Regions from separate parts of the Oryctolagus cuniculus genome. Here region 2 is linked to region 1. A link is a contact called in public Hi-C data. All regions are on one chromosome and are shown on one strand. Each heading gives the region's core, a stretch centred on a gene start, on an enhancer-like site or on the middle of the called end of the contact. The rest is flanking DNA. Distances are from core to core; before and after follow the strand shown. Region 1 has its middle 97 kb from the start of STXBP6. Region 2 overlaps STXBP6 (syntaxin binding protein 6).

What was found. A called contact is a pair of places that touch in the nucleus more often than the background predicts.
Region 2: a Hi-C map of liver shows a contact between it and region 1, with 3 times the contacts expected there. The contact joins two enhancer-like sites. A contact is called at or near these places in 4 of 6 Hi-C or Micro-C datasets (ear pinna, embryonic fibroblasts, liver and 1 more).

What each region holds. Positions count from the first base shown.
Region 1 is chr12:50,129,470-50,135,605 of mOryCun1.1, forward strand. No RefSeq gene overlaps it. Among named protein-coding and RNA genes, the nearest start is that of STXBP6, 97 kb to the right of the region's middle. Within about 2 kb of position 2,817, at least 1 of the 8 cell types and tissues checked has an H3K27ac peak or open chromatin away from gene starts, as enhancers often do.
Region 2 is chr12:50,502,870-50,509,005 of mOryCun1.1, forward strand. STXBP6 (syntaxin binding protein 6) reads left to right here. Exons shown (of 6, transcript XM_002718111.5): 6 at 5,615-6,136. The coding sequence ends at 5,638. Among named protein-coding and RNA genes, the nearest start is that of SDR39U1, 260 kb to the right of the region's middle. Within about 2 kb of position 2,607, at least 2 of the 8 cell types and tissues checked have an H3K27ac peak or open chromatin away from gene starts, as enhancers often do.

The DNA.
Region 1 (6,136 bases), core at 1,567-4,066:
AAATACTTTCTAGGTACCTAAAGATCAATTTCAGGTTGAAAATCATCTACAACTTGATAGATACCTTTTTCAAATCTCATCCATAGATATGTCTTTTTATGTGCCAAGCCATTTTTGTCCAACTTTTGCCTTTTGTTATCTGTGGCTAACCATTCCATTCTCTTTAACCTCACCACTAATTACACAGATATTGAGGGGAAGAGGGAAAAAGGTATAAGAAAACTCAAATAGGAAACAATGTGAACATTCATTAAGAAGAGAACTAGTGAAAGGATTACAGAAACATGTACTTTAATTTTTCAAAGGAGCTACATTTAATAGAAGTATCATGAAAAAGTTCCTGGATATATTATTAAATTATAAAAAGAGAAGTTGGGGCCGATGTTGTGGCACAGCAGGTAAAACCACCACCTGCGATGGTGGTATCCCATGTGGTGTCAGTTTGTGTCCTGGCTGTTCTACTTCTGATCCAGCTCCCTGCTAATGTCCTGGGCAAAGGACTGGAAAATAACCCAAGTACTTGGCTCCCTGCACCAACATGGGAGATCCAGATTAGGCTCCCAAGTACGGGGTTTGGCCTGACTCAATGCTGGCCATTGTGGCTTTCTAAAGTGAACCAATGGATGGAAGATTCTCTCCCTCATCTCTAACTTTTTCAAATATTAATTTTTAAATATCTTAATTCCATTGTTCATGAATGTAAGGTTTATTTATTATGTGAAAGGTAGAGTTCAGGAGTAGGAGTCGGGGGAGAGAGAAAGTCAGTCTTCCATCCATTGGTTCACTCCCCAGATGGCCACAATGGCTGGAGCTGTGCCGATCCGAAGCCAGAAGCTTCTTCCAGGTCTTCCATGCAGTGCAGGAGCCCAAGGCCTTGGGCCATCTTCTACTGCTTTCCCAGGCCATAGCAGAGAGCTGGATCAGAAGTGGAGCAGCCGGGACTCAAACTGGCATCCATATGGGATGCCAGCACTGCAGCATCCAAATATTAGCATTAGTATTACAAATTATTAGTAAGACCAGAAGATATCAAACATATCACATATTTGTGTATACACGTGTGTCTGTGTATGTGAAGAACATTTAAAATCTACTTCAGCAATTTAAGTATGCAATACTTATTATAGCCACCATGTTCTACAAGAACTCTCCTTATCTTATTCCCCTGTCAAACTGAAGTTTTGTATCTTTTATGTGCAAAATATTTTAGTATACTACATGAAAATATAGTATTTCATACAGTGGTGTTTTTTCAATTAAAAACATACCAGAGTTTTATGATAAAGCAGGCTAATATATATCTTTAATGGCTGCATTGTTTTAGCATTCTTAATTTTATATTTTATGATTACTAATACTAATTTTAGTTAATTTAATGTTCATTCAGTCAATAGTTACTAAGAACCTACCATATTTCAGGCAAAAACTCAGTCAAGTATCATAATACAACAGTTTAAAAAAAAAAAGCACTTGTCTTCATGGAAATTTGAATCTAGGAGGGAGAGGATCATTGTACAAATAATTATGAAGACAAATAGTTTCAAAATATAATAAACTGGGGCCGGCGCTGTGATGCAGTGGGTTAACGCCCTGGCCTAAAGCGCTGGCATCCCATATGGGCACTGGTTCTAGTCCCAGCTGCTCCTCTTCCAATCCAGCTCTCTGCTATGGCCTGGGAAAGCAGAAGATGGCCCAAGTCCTTGGGCTCCTGCACCCCCGTGGGAGACCTGGAAGAAGCTCCTGGCTCCGGACTGGTGCAGCTCCAGCCGGAGCAGCCATCTGGGGAGTGAACCATCAAACGGAAGACCTCTCTCTCGCTCTGCCTCTCCTGTGTAACTCTGACTTTCAAATAAATCTTTAAAATACATATATATATAATAAACTCTGAAAACAAGATGTTATGCATACAAGTTTAACACAATGAAGTTTAGATGAAAGGATCAAATAACTCCTATTAAACTAAGCTTGTAGTTGATGACGGCTAGGCAAGGGGATCAGAGAACACGACAGAGGAGTCAGGGAGAAACACAGGAACAGAACTAAAGGAAGATTGTGACTTGAGGACACGCAGGCAGAAGCACTGGCTTTTATTCTAAGTAGAGAGAGGACTGTATGATTGTGTGGGTTTTTTGGGTCATGGACACACCCAACATGTAAACACAGATCCAGAATTTTCCCAAGTTCACAAACCACTGACAGCAAAGTGAGTTACAGGGGCAAGAATGAAAGTACACAGGTGACGACTGCAATGACGATTTCCAGGCTTGGGAAAGTTAAAGAACAAGAACGTTATCCACAAATAACAGTTGTTATGTATGATTTAGCAAAGTTGGTGGGAAGAAAAAGTGTCTTTGTAACCCTCAAATGCACACAGTAGTTTATGTCTAATTACAGGGTCTTTGTAGAATCCCTAGGTGGAAAACCACAGCTTGAATACATGTCAGCCTCCCCATAAAGGCAGGTGGGGCTGGACATTTTAGTCTGCAGGGGCCCCAGGAACCTGCTTTGCTCTTACTGCTCTTCTCGCCTTCCCTTCCCTTCCCTCCAGAAGGTGCAGAGAGCTCAGAAGCCAGAGTAAAGCTAGCCTTCAAATCAGAGAACCCATCTGCATTCTTTATGCACTATCATACTCTGGAAAGCAGACTGCCCAGGGGGGCTTTGCTGGGAGCAGAAAAACCAGCATAGTGCTGGATTCTCACTATGAATCATTTAGAATGAACTGCTGCATGCTGGCTGGTAGGTGATGAAATACCTCCCCAGATCTTTCTGGCTGACATTCCCTGTCTGGCTGTTTACTATAGCACTTCTGGGTTGCTAAAAATAGATTTGCAAGCATGCCAACTGTTATTGGGTATGCTCCCTTCAATCTTAGAAGGCAGGAGGCTGCAACAGCCAGTGCCGGGCCAGGCTGAAGCCAGGAGCTTGATCTGATCTTCCACATGAGTAGCAGAGGCCCAAACACCTGGGCCATCTTCTACTGCTCTTCCCAGGCCACCAGCACCAGCAGGGAGCTGGATCAGAAGGAAAGCAGCCAGGACTTGAAACAATGCCTATATGGGATGCCAATGTCACAGGTGGCAGTTTTACCTGTTATGCTGCGACACTGGCCCCCTGCCCCCTTTGCCTATCCAGCTTCCTGCTAACATCAATCCTGGGAGGCAGGAGATGACGGCCCAAGTGCCCAGGCCCTTGCCACCCATGTGGGAGAGCTGGATAGAGGTTCTGGCTCCTGGCTTCCATCTGGCCCAGGCATGGCTGTTGCAGGCATTTGGGAAAGTGAACCAGTACATGTCATCTGTCAGTCTCTCCCCATCTCCCTCAAATAAGATAAATAAACAGGTTTTAAAAATGGGTACAGTGCTTGCTCCCAGTGGGCACAAAGACAACACCTACTCATAAATCACAAAGTCTCCTAGGAGTTTGGGGAGATGAGGTAAACGATCCTTAAAAACAAAGCAAAATGAAAAAGGTTGTCAGAAATAAAATGGTCTAGATCTTAGGACACTTGTCATGGTTGTTAGATCATTCTCTGAGATTGCCATTCTGATGCAGAAAAACTAAACCTGGAGCTACCTTAATGTTTTCTTGGAGATTCTCTGGCTCTGGGTTTGTCTGGATGAGAGAAGATCGACAATTCCAGCCCTCCAAGAATCAACACAAATACTTCATCACCCCCACCTGGCATACCAATCAGCCCAAGTGAGTCCTAATGGAACACAAACACACAAGAGAAGTCTGGGCTCACAAGAGGTCCCACCCCTCCCTCAAACTGACATAGGCCAAACCAGGCCTGTCTCACTCTGAACTTAATTTCCCTACGCTCATTTTTAACCTGTCTGATCACCAACCGCCACACAGCTTTCCTCTCATGAGAGGCGGCCCATGCCATGACGGCCATATGAATAGTATTTCATGCCCACAATAAGAAATCACAAATCACACTCACCTTGACCTCAGCCACACACTGACCACGCCTGGAGGGACATTTAAGGAGTGTCAATTTAGGAAAATAATGACTATTAGAATGAGACAAGAGGTGAGAGAACTAAAAATTGCAACTTGAAGAATATTTAAAGTAAACTGAGGGCATTTAGCCAGGAATGCAAAGGCATGGTAGCCGTCTTCTAGAATGTGAAGGAAGGAGGTACTTGAAAGTTGTTGACCACTGTGAAGACAGCCACATGGCAGAATCAGGAGCAGTGGGTGCACCATACATGAAGCAGCCATCTCAGTTCCCTCTGCCTCTTATACCCCTACGTGGTGTAAGTCCTGCTGTAATTCTGAGTTACCCTCCCCTCCCCTTCAGAGGATGCTGAGGAAGCCAGAATCTTGGCGGATCCAGCAAATTCTGACCCAAGCTCTGGAGCCACAGCTCCCATCGCAGTGAAGCTGATCAAGGCTTTGCTGCAGCCCAGCCCTCACCCCTAGAGAGGCTAGCAACAACTGGAGGGTAAGGAAGCGAGGTGCCCACACTGGCGGCAGCAGTAGCCAATGCTCTGTAACTACTAAAGCAGCAAGAAGCAGGCAGACAAGGCTGACATGCCAGTCCGTAGGCCACATCAGCACAGAAAACTTCATCTACTAAGACCTAACATCTGAAACCATCCAACAGTGAGATAGTCCAATGCCTCTCAAACGCACCCAGGAAGCTTGCCTACTGAAGCCTCCGACCCTGCAGGGCCAGGGAGGGGCCCAGATTCAGCATTTCTCACTAACTCCCACGTGAGGCCTACTGTTGCTCCCAGGCTACCCTTTGAATCTTGAGAAAGCGCTGCTCCACAAAGCAATGAACTGTACACCCCAGGTGTTTTAGCAGATCCTGCACTGATTGATCTTCTGCCACACCAAGTCAGGGATTTTGCAGAAAGTGTTCCTGCCTAGAATAAAAGGTTGAACTAAATGACCGCCATAGACTCTTCCAAGTCTAAGATTTTATGTCCCAAAATCCAGTAAGTTCTAAATCAATGATGAATGATACAATGGTCAACATTGGGGGGAAAAATGCCTCGCTGGAGTCTTACTCATTGGTTACTTTTCAGAGGCTCCTTATCAGACCCGGAGCACCGTTTGCCATGACCCTGATGGAAACAGAGCTTTACTTAATGATGATTGATCAGGAACAGGTGTAATTCAGCCAGTAATTAACATGACCAATGCACTTCTCAGAGTTTCCCCTCATCCACGAGACACTCAAGGAGTAATCGCAGAAATATGAAAAGGCAGAGACAGGACATCCAGCTGGGGTCACTGGACACCTCCTCTGCCAGCAGTTTATTAAACCTGGTGTAAACTTAAAATGAAATCATTTCATTCCCTGTTGAAAATAAACATCTCTTCACATCCAGAATCTCACAAAATGAGTTTCTGGATCACCCAGTTAAAGAAACAAAGTTAACCCTTTAGAGCTAGATATAGGGATTTTTCTTTTTCACTGTAGTTATTTTATCCTAATGACCACTTAGAGCTGCTCTATAAATCTGAATTACGCATAACTTATTCTCTTTCTTTTTCGAGTGGGTTCTCAGAGTCTCACCTCTGGAGGCACCTTGACGGCTGCCTCAAGCCTTTTGCGTGAACACACCCCGGGCCTGGCCCTATGGTGCTGGTGCAGGGAGAGGACTTGGCTTGAGAGGCTGCGCAGAGACCTGGCTCCTCTCCGCCACGCGGTGGCACTGCTGAGGACTGGCTCTCCCCACACTGCCACCGCGCTTCCCTAGTCTAGACAGCAGGGAAGGTTTCTGTTGCTCCCTGTGGGAGAAAGGCCCCCACCTCCCAGCGCTGAGAGCTCAGCCACACGGTTGCAGCTCCGTTCTTTGCTCTTTTGTGTCACACCCGCCCACTTCCCTCGAAGCTGGCCGGCCCCCAGGGACACTGTTCCGAGGCTCATGCCAACATCCACCACCTCACAGATCCAGAATGCTCTCTCCTCCCCCACAGGAGGTGTAGTTGGTTTCTAAAGCATCAGAATACAAAAGGTCTCATCACGCCCCTCCCTCTTACAAGCTGTGCATCTGTAGGCGAGTTTACTTACCTCTGTGATTTTTTTTTTGACAGAGTGGACAGTGAGAAAGGTCTTCCTTTTCCGTTGGTTTACCCCGCAAATGGCAGCTGCGGCTGGCAAACCGCTGATCTGAAG
Region 2 (6,136 bases), core at 1,357-3,856, 370 kb after region 1:
CAGAACAGACCACACCTCAGGCTGATACCTGCAGAGGTTGACTTCAGGGCTTCAGCTGCAGAACCCTAAGCTTGATCAGACCAGTGCCGAGCAGCCAGCTAGCTCCCCTCCTGCCTCTGCATCAGGAGAGGCGAGTTTCCCACGTGACTGATCGTGCACCCTGCGCGTTCCCACGCTCACAGAGAGCCATGCCTTTCAGTAGGGACAGGGGGGATGTACACTGGCAGCCACTGTCTGAGGCTGCCACAAACCAAAGGGGAGAGAAGCCCTGTTGGTCAGGCGATAGGAGGATTCATTACTGCCCTGTCCTTTGGGTCGAAGGGCTGCTTTTATCTGGCCAGTGACTCAAAGTGTGGTTTCCAGAAACACCTTCTGCTGACGACTTGTGTTGACATGTCAGACCATGATCTGGCCCTGCAGGTAGGATTTTAAGGTGACCTTTCGGGGGAAAAATGAGTCTACTTCAACTGAGGAAACAAACATGAACAACCAGTGTCAAAAACCAGCCCCGCACAGCTGAGGCGGCCTCCCCATGGCTTCAGGCCTGACCGGGAATCTGATTCCAAGCGGATGTCTCCTGCCCTCCCTCACGGCAGCCCCTTCTGGCAGACTTCTCTGTTGTGTTGCTGTTCTCTATCGAGACAGGCTCTTGCCACTCTGGTACCTTGGGAGAGAACTGATCAGATCTGTGGGAAGACAGGGGCGGGGGCAGCCCCCTTGGAGCCCACAGTCTCAGACTGCTGTAGTTATTCTATGGGGAGAGAACTCAGCTTGCAGGTTTCCTGGCCCCTTCCTCCCTTCTCCCGCCTCTGTGAGATGGAGAGGCCAGAATTCCTGCTGCGGTTTGTTAACAGTAACCTGAGTGATTTAGATGAGGAGTGGACAGTGGAAATCTGGGGAAACGTTGAAAGCCTTGAGTGTGGGAAGAGAAGGCTAAAGGGAGTGGCACTGTACCCAGCTGCCTGTCTGGCGAGGGTGAGAGTGCACACAATTATCTTGCTTGTCTTCCCACACAAAATAGAGCAATCAATAGAGCACTGATAAAATTTGTTAAAACAGGAGTTCAGGTTAACGATTAAACCATGAGCTCAGTGACTGAGCAGGACTGCGAAACCACTTTTTCTAAGGTGGAGTAGACAATGCCTGGATGCCATCCACATAGGCGTCCCTCTCAGAGGGGCCTGTACAAACACCAGAGTGGATAACCTCAGCAGATGGCCCAAATTCCTGGCCCTCGTTGTCCTGTTTCCCTGACACTGTGGCCAAGTTTGCTGGGTGCTTGGGAAGGCAACATGGTATAGCAGTTAGTGTCTTGTTAGAATCTACTGTCATTCACCAAGACCATGACGTTGGGCAGTACTTAACTCCTCCAAGCCTCGGTTTCCTCATCCATACAATAGAGCTGATTAATAATAATGCCTGTGGAAAAAAATCAAGTGAGTCCAAAGCTATTAGCACACATAAATCTAAGTTGCTATTGTAAGTTCCATAAAAATAGCTACTGCCAAGAGCCTTGAGTGACTTATGGGCACTGGAGAGGAGTTACAGAATTGTTCCTGGTGACCGAGGACCCTCAACACAGGGAGGGGGCAAGAGCACAGGTGAGGGGGGAGGGGGGTGACCTCCTAAATGTTGACATCATCTCAGCACACGGCAGCCCCAGCACAGGACCCATCAAAAGAAACTGATGAGGCCACCAAAGACAAAGAGGCCCCTGGCTTTGACCAATGGGAAAGTCCATGCCTGGCAGTTACCCGCTCCCCGTAGAGAGGGGTGAGGCTGGGGACCGTTTCTACCTGCTTTGGTTCTCCCTGCCCGGCCCCCACTGTGGGTGTTGTAGGGGAGCAGGAGGGGCTGCTGGGGTCTCTTAGTGTGTGCGAGGGAGCGTGAGACAGTGTCAGAGCCAGACTTGCAGTCTTCCAAAACTGAGATGCATGCTTCCGCATCACCGGCATTGGCAGCTCTCCTGGTGAGCACACTGACCTCTTTCAATAAGTTGTAGCTGTTTCCCAAGGGCCTGGCACCACTGATTTGGACTCGCTGGTGTAGGCTGATCGTAAAGATGTCATTTCACTGGCCAACTCCCAGCTGGGCCTGCTGGCGAGGGGAGAGCCGAGACGGCCCTGGACTCCCACCCCCAGACAAACATGGTTCGGCTGACTCATAGAGAGTGGGCTGCATTTGCAAGTGAAGGCACAGTGCACATGGTAGCGCCCTGAGCAGAGAATGGCAATTCCAGGTGACAGCTCCTCCAAGCTCCCAGCTGAATAGGGGCAGCTGGAGACTGTGATCCATCTTGCTAGAGAAAGTTTACTGTCGGCTTCTGATTTTTCCAGGGCTCCTGTAATATCCCAGGTATGAGAGTGACAGAATCACTTTGGCACATTGTGCCATCAAGATAAGTGGGCGCTTATCCCCTACAAAGCAGATGGAGAATGATCCCTGGTCCCCCAGCGCTGGTTAGCCTGGCATGAGGAAGTGTGGTTCCTTCCTGAGCTGTGGGCTTGGCACAGCCCCAGCCTTTGGGAAAGCGCTACTCAACCACAGACGCAGGCCTGCCTACTTCCCCTGCCCCAGAAAGCACAACGTGGCCGTGTTTGCGGCGCGTTGCCCGGGCGCTGCCACAGGCAGTGAGTCAGCAGGCGAGAGCATTACCCACACACAGCCATCCTCAGATGACATTTCTTGCAGAAGAGAACACTGATCTGCCCTGTTTTGCACAGGCCTACGTTCGTGGGGGAAGGCAGGGTGAGTGGCATGTCTCTCCCTGGGAGGGAGTGGCTCTCTCTGTCTGTGCTGCTGTTTCCCCAGGGTCTCTAGGCCACCAGGGGACTCAGGAGCTCAGACCTCTTCAAGTATCTCCTTGGCATCAGCAGTGATCTTCTGTTAGCATTGTTAGGTGGAGGAGGTTACATACCATGGAGGGAAAGCCTTCCGTGAGATATTAAGAAAACAATGTATATGTAAAAGAAATTGTGAACTCGAATAGAAACTTAAGACCCGCATGAACCCACAAGCATTTAGAATTGGAGACTTTTATAGGCATGAGTTCAAGGTCATACAGCAAAGTTAGCAGCAGGTGTCCTACCTCATTTAATCCAATGCTCTTTTTGCTCTCCCACCCAGCCTCCCACATCCTAAAGCTCCTAATTCCCAGGGAATTAAACAGCAGTCAAATAATGCCACTTTCTGCAAAAATACCTATCATGGTCTATTCAGGCTGCCATAATGAAGTTCCAAAGACTGGATAGATTATAAACAGCAGAAATGCATTTCTCACAGTTCTGGAGGCTGGGAGGTCCAAGACCAACGTGCCAGCAGTTTCTCTGTCCAGTGAGGGCTCACTGCCAGTCTCATAGATGGCGCCTTCTCTCTGTGTCCTGGTGGAAGGGGCTAGGGGTTTCCCTGCAGCCTATTTTTAAGGACCCTGATCCTATTCCTGAGGGCTCTTCCCTCCTGATCACTTCCTAAAGGGCCCACCTCCTAATAACAACACACTGGAGTTAAAGTTTATTTTTTTTAAATATTTATTTATTTGAGAGGCAGAATTACAGACAGTGAGAGGCAGAGACAGAGAGAAAGGTCTTCCATCCACTAGTTTACTCCTCAAATGGCTAGAACTGAGCCAGTCTGAAGCCAGGATCCAGGAACTTCTTCCAGGTCTCCCAAGCGGGTGCAGGGACCCAAGCGCTTGGGCCATCTTCTCCTGCTATCCCAGGCCACAGCAGAGAGCTGGACTGGAAGAGGATCAGCCAGGACCAGCGCCCATATGGGATGCTGGCACCACAGGTGGAGGATTAACCCACTGCACCACAGCACCAGCCCCAAGTTAAAGTTCCAATGCACAAGTTTTGAAGGGACATAAACACATAGGCTATAGCAATACCTCAAATGGCAAAATGTCCGATCCAGTTGTTTTTCTGCAGATCCTGCTGATCAGGCCCAGGGGTGTCCTCAGCTCCACTCCAGAGTCACAGTAACCAGGATGTGGTTCGGGCAGCAGCACAGTCACTGGTGAAGATTAATGGCCGTGTGCACGAATGAGCCACAGCCTGTTACGTGAAAACTGACAGCACAGTGACTGTCAGGACAGCAGCACTGATCAAATATTTATGGTTGGAATTCATCATGCACAACCCTTAACAGCTCTGTATTAATTTTATGGTCTGTGTTTCTAAATAATGTAGGAGAACTCAGGCAGAGTGAGAAGTGAAGGCCATCCAGTGAAGGGGCTCGGGGTACCCAGGGTGGGACGGCTCTGCCGTTCCCCCAGTCGTGTCACCTAGGTCCCTGAGGTCAGGAGTTACTAGCCAGCTCCACCCTTGTTGACAAAACCCCACAGCCCTCAGCATGACACGCTGGGGATACACAGAACTTCACAAACACTGTGAAGGTGACAGTTGACCGCTGTTGGTGTCAGCTCCACTGGCGCCACCAGACGGGGTTACCAGGAGCTGCTTCAGCTGAGGCTTCCCAAGCAGGGGTTAACGCTGCGACAGGAGGGCTGTCGGCACATCCCCTCTCCAGCACTTGTAGAAATGTTGATGCTGGTGGTCTCACTGGTGTGCCCACCCTAGGGTTGTAACTTCTCTGTCGAACACATCAAGAAGAGGAGGAGGAGACTCAGGATGCCTCCTGGGTTTTGCTGGGGAAATGGGTTATTGGTATCTTCTAGAATGGTTGCTCTGGGTCAAAACAGTGGGGTCCACTTGACTAATTCCTGAAAGACAGAGGACCTAGTCATGATGCAGATGACAGGGCATTCTTCACAGTTCTTGCCTGCAGACAATCACTTGTTCTTTGCTCAAGGGAGTCCTGAGCTGCAGGACGCTACCCCTGGTCACTACCAGCCTCAATCGCAGAGATTAACCCACCACTGTCAGACTCTGCACACGAGAGCAATCAGGGTTCAGCTTCTGCTCCGCCTTTTGGTTCACATCAGTGTATGTGCTCCTTGGAAAAGACCTAAAGAAAGATACAGATAGGAAAAGGCAGGGACAACTTTACATTTTGTACCCGCATGTCATTCCTTAAGTGCATCCCATGGGCTCTAGCTAGACTTGGGAAACTGTTGAGTGGTACCCAGTATTGCCTTTTATAAAGACCAAACATTGATAGACCACATTCCTCAAATACCAATGAGAGAAGTAGTAAAATCAAGGTCTAGATTTGGTCCATTAGTCAGCCTGCTCTCAAAGACAACTTGAATTGTCAAGTGCTTTCCTCGGTTGACTGCCCAGGCCAGATATGAAGTAGATTATTGCAGGTTGTGTCTCTCTCTACAGACTGTTAATTTTTTAATACTGCATGAGGCATCAGAAGAAATCTTACACTTCAGGAGTGTTGCGTTGATTTTTCCATTTGTTCCTTCAGTAGAACTCTGCCCACCTGCACATATGCAACAGCAAGGTGTTGCCAGAAAGAGTTTAAAAGTCAGTGCTAGATGAACTATTGGGGGAATGTAGTGCTTTCAAGACACCACTGTGAGTAGCAATGATGATCTGGCAGAGAGGGCAGAATCAGTGCTGCTGCTCCTTTTGGGTCCGGGAGGCAGCCATACAATGAGAGTTCCTGCTAATGAGGTCTCACTTTGCTCTTCCCTTTCTTTCCTCAGCTTGCCATGAAGCACAAATGCTGAGGACCTCCCTGCCTGGTGACCCTCCTAAGAGAAACGGAAGAGATTGTTCAGCAGTTTTTACAAGAATTCTGGACCTCCACTCGCTTCTTTTTTTCCAATATATGGACATTTAGAGTTTCTTGTTTTTCCTTTTCAGACATTAATACGAAAGGAAAGGTGATGTGTTTATACATTCCCCAGTGATCTTGCTAGGAAACGCTACAGTAACATCAGCTTCATGTTGCTTTTGTTCTTCCCTGTGGAGTATGTGTGTGTGTGCATGTGTGTGTGTGCGCGAGTGTGTGTGAGTATGAGAGAGAGAGAGAGAATGTATTTTTCTTTTTTAAAAAAAAATTGTAGTTTGGATATAAACTTTGGACCACATAATAAACTGCGCTGTCTCTAAATGGCAACATGTATTTCCCCCTGATTAGAAGCAGGAGCATATTTTCATGTGGTGACATCAGATATTATTGTTCTAGGTGAGAATAAAAATCAAGCAGTTATTGAGTCTCCTCA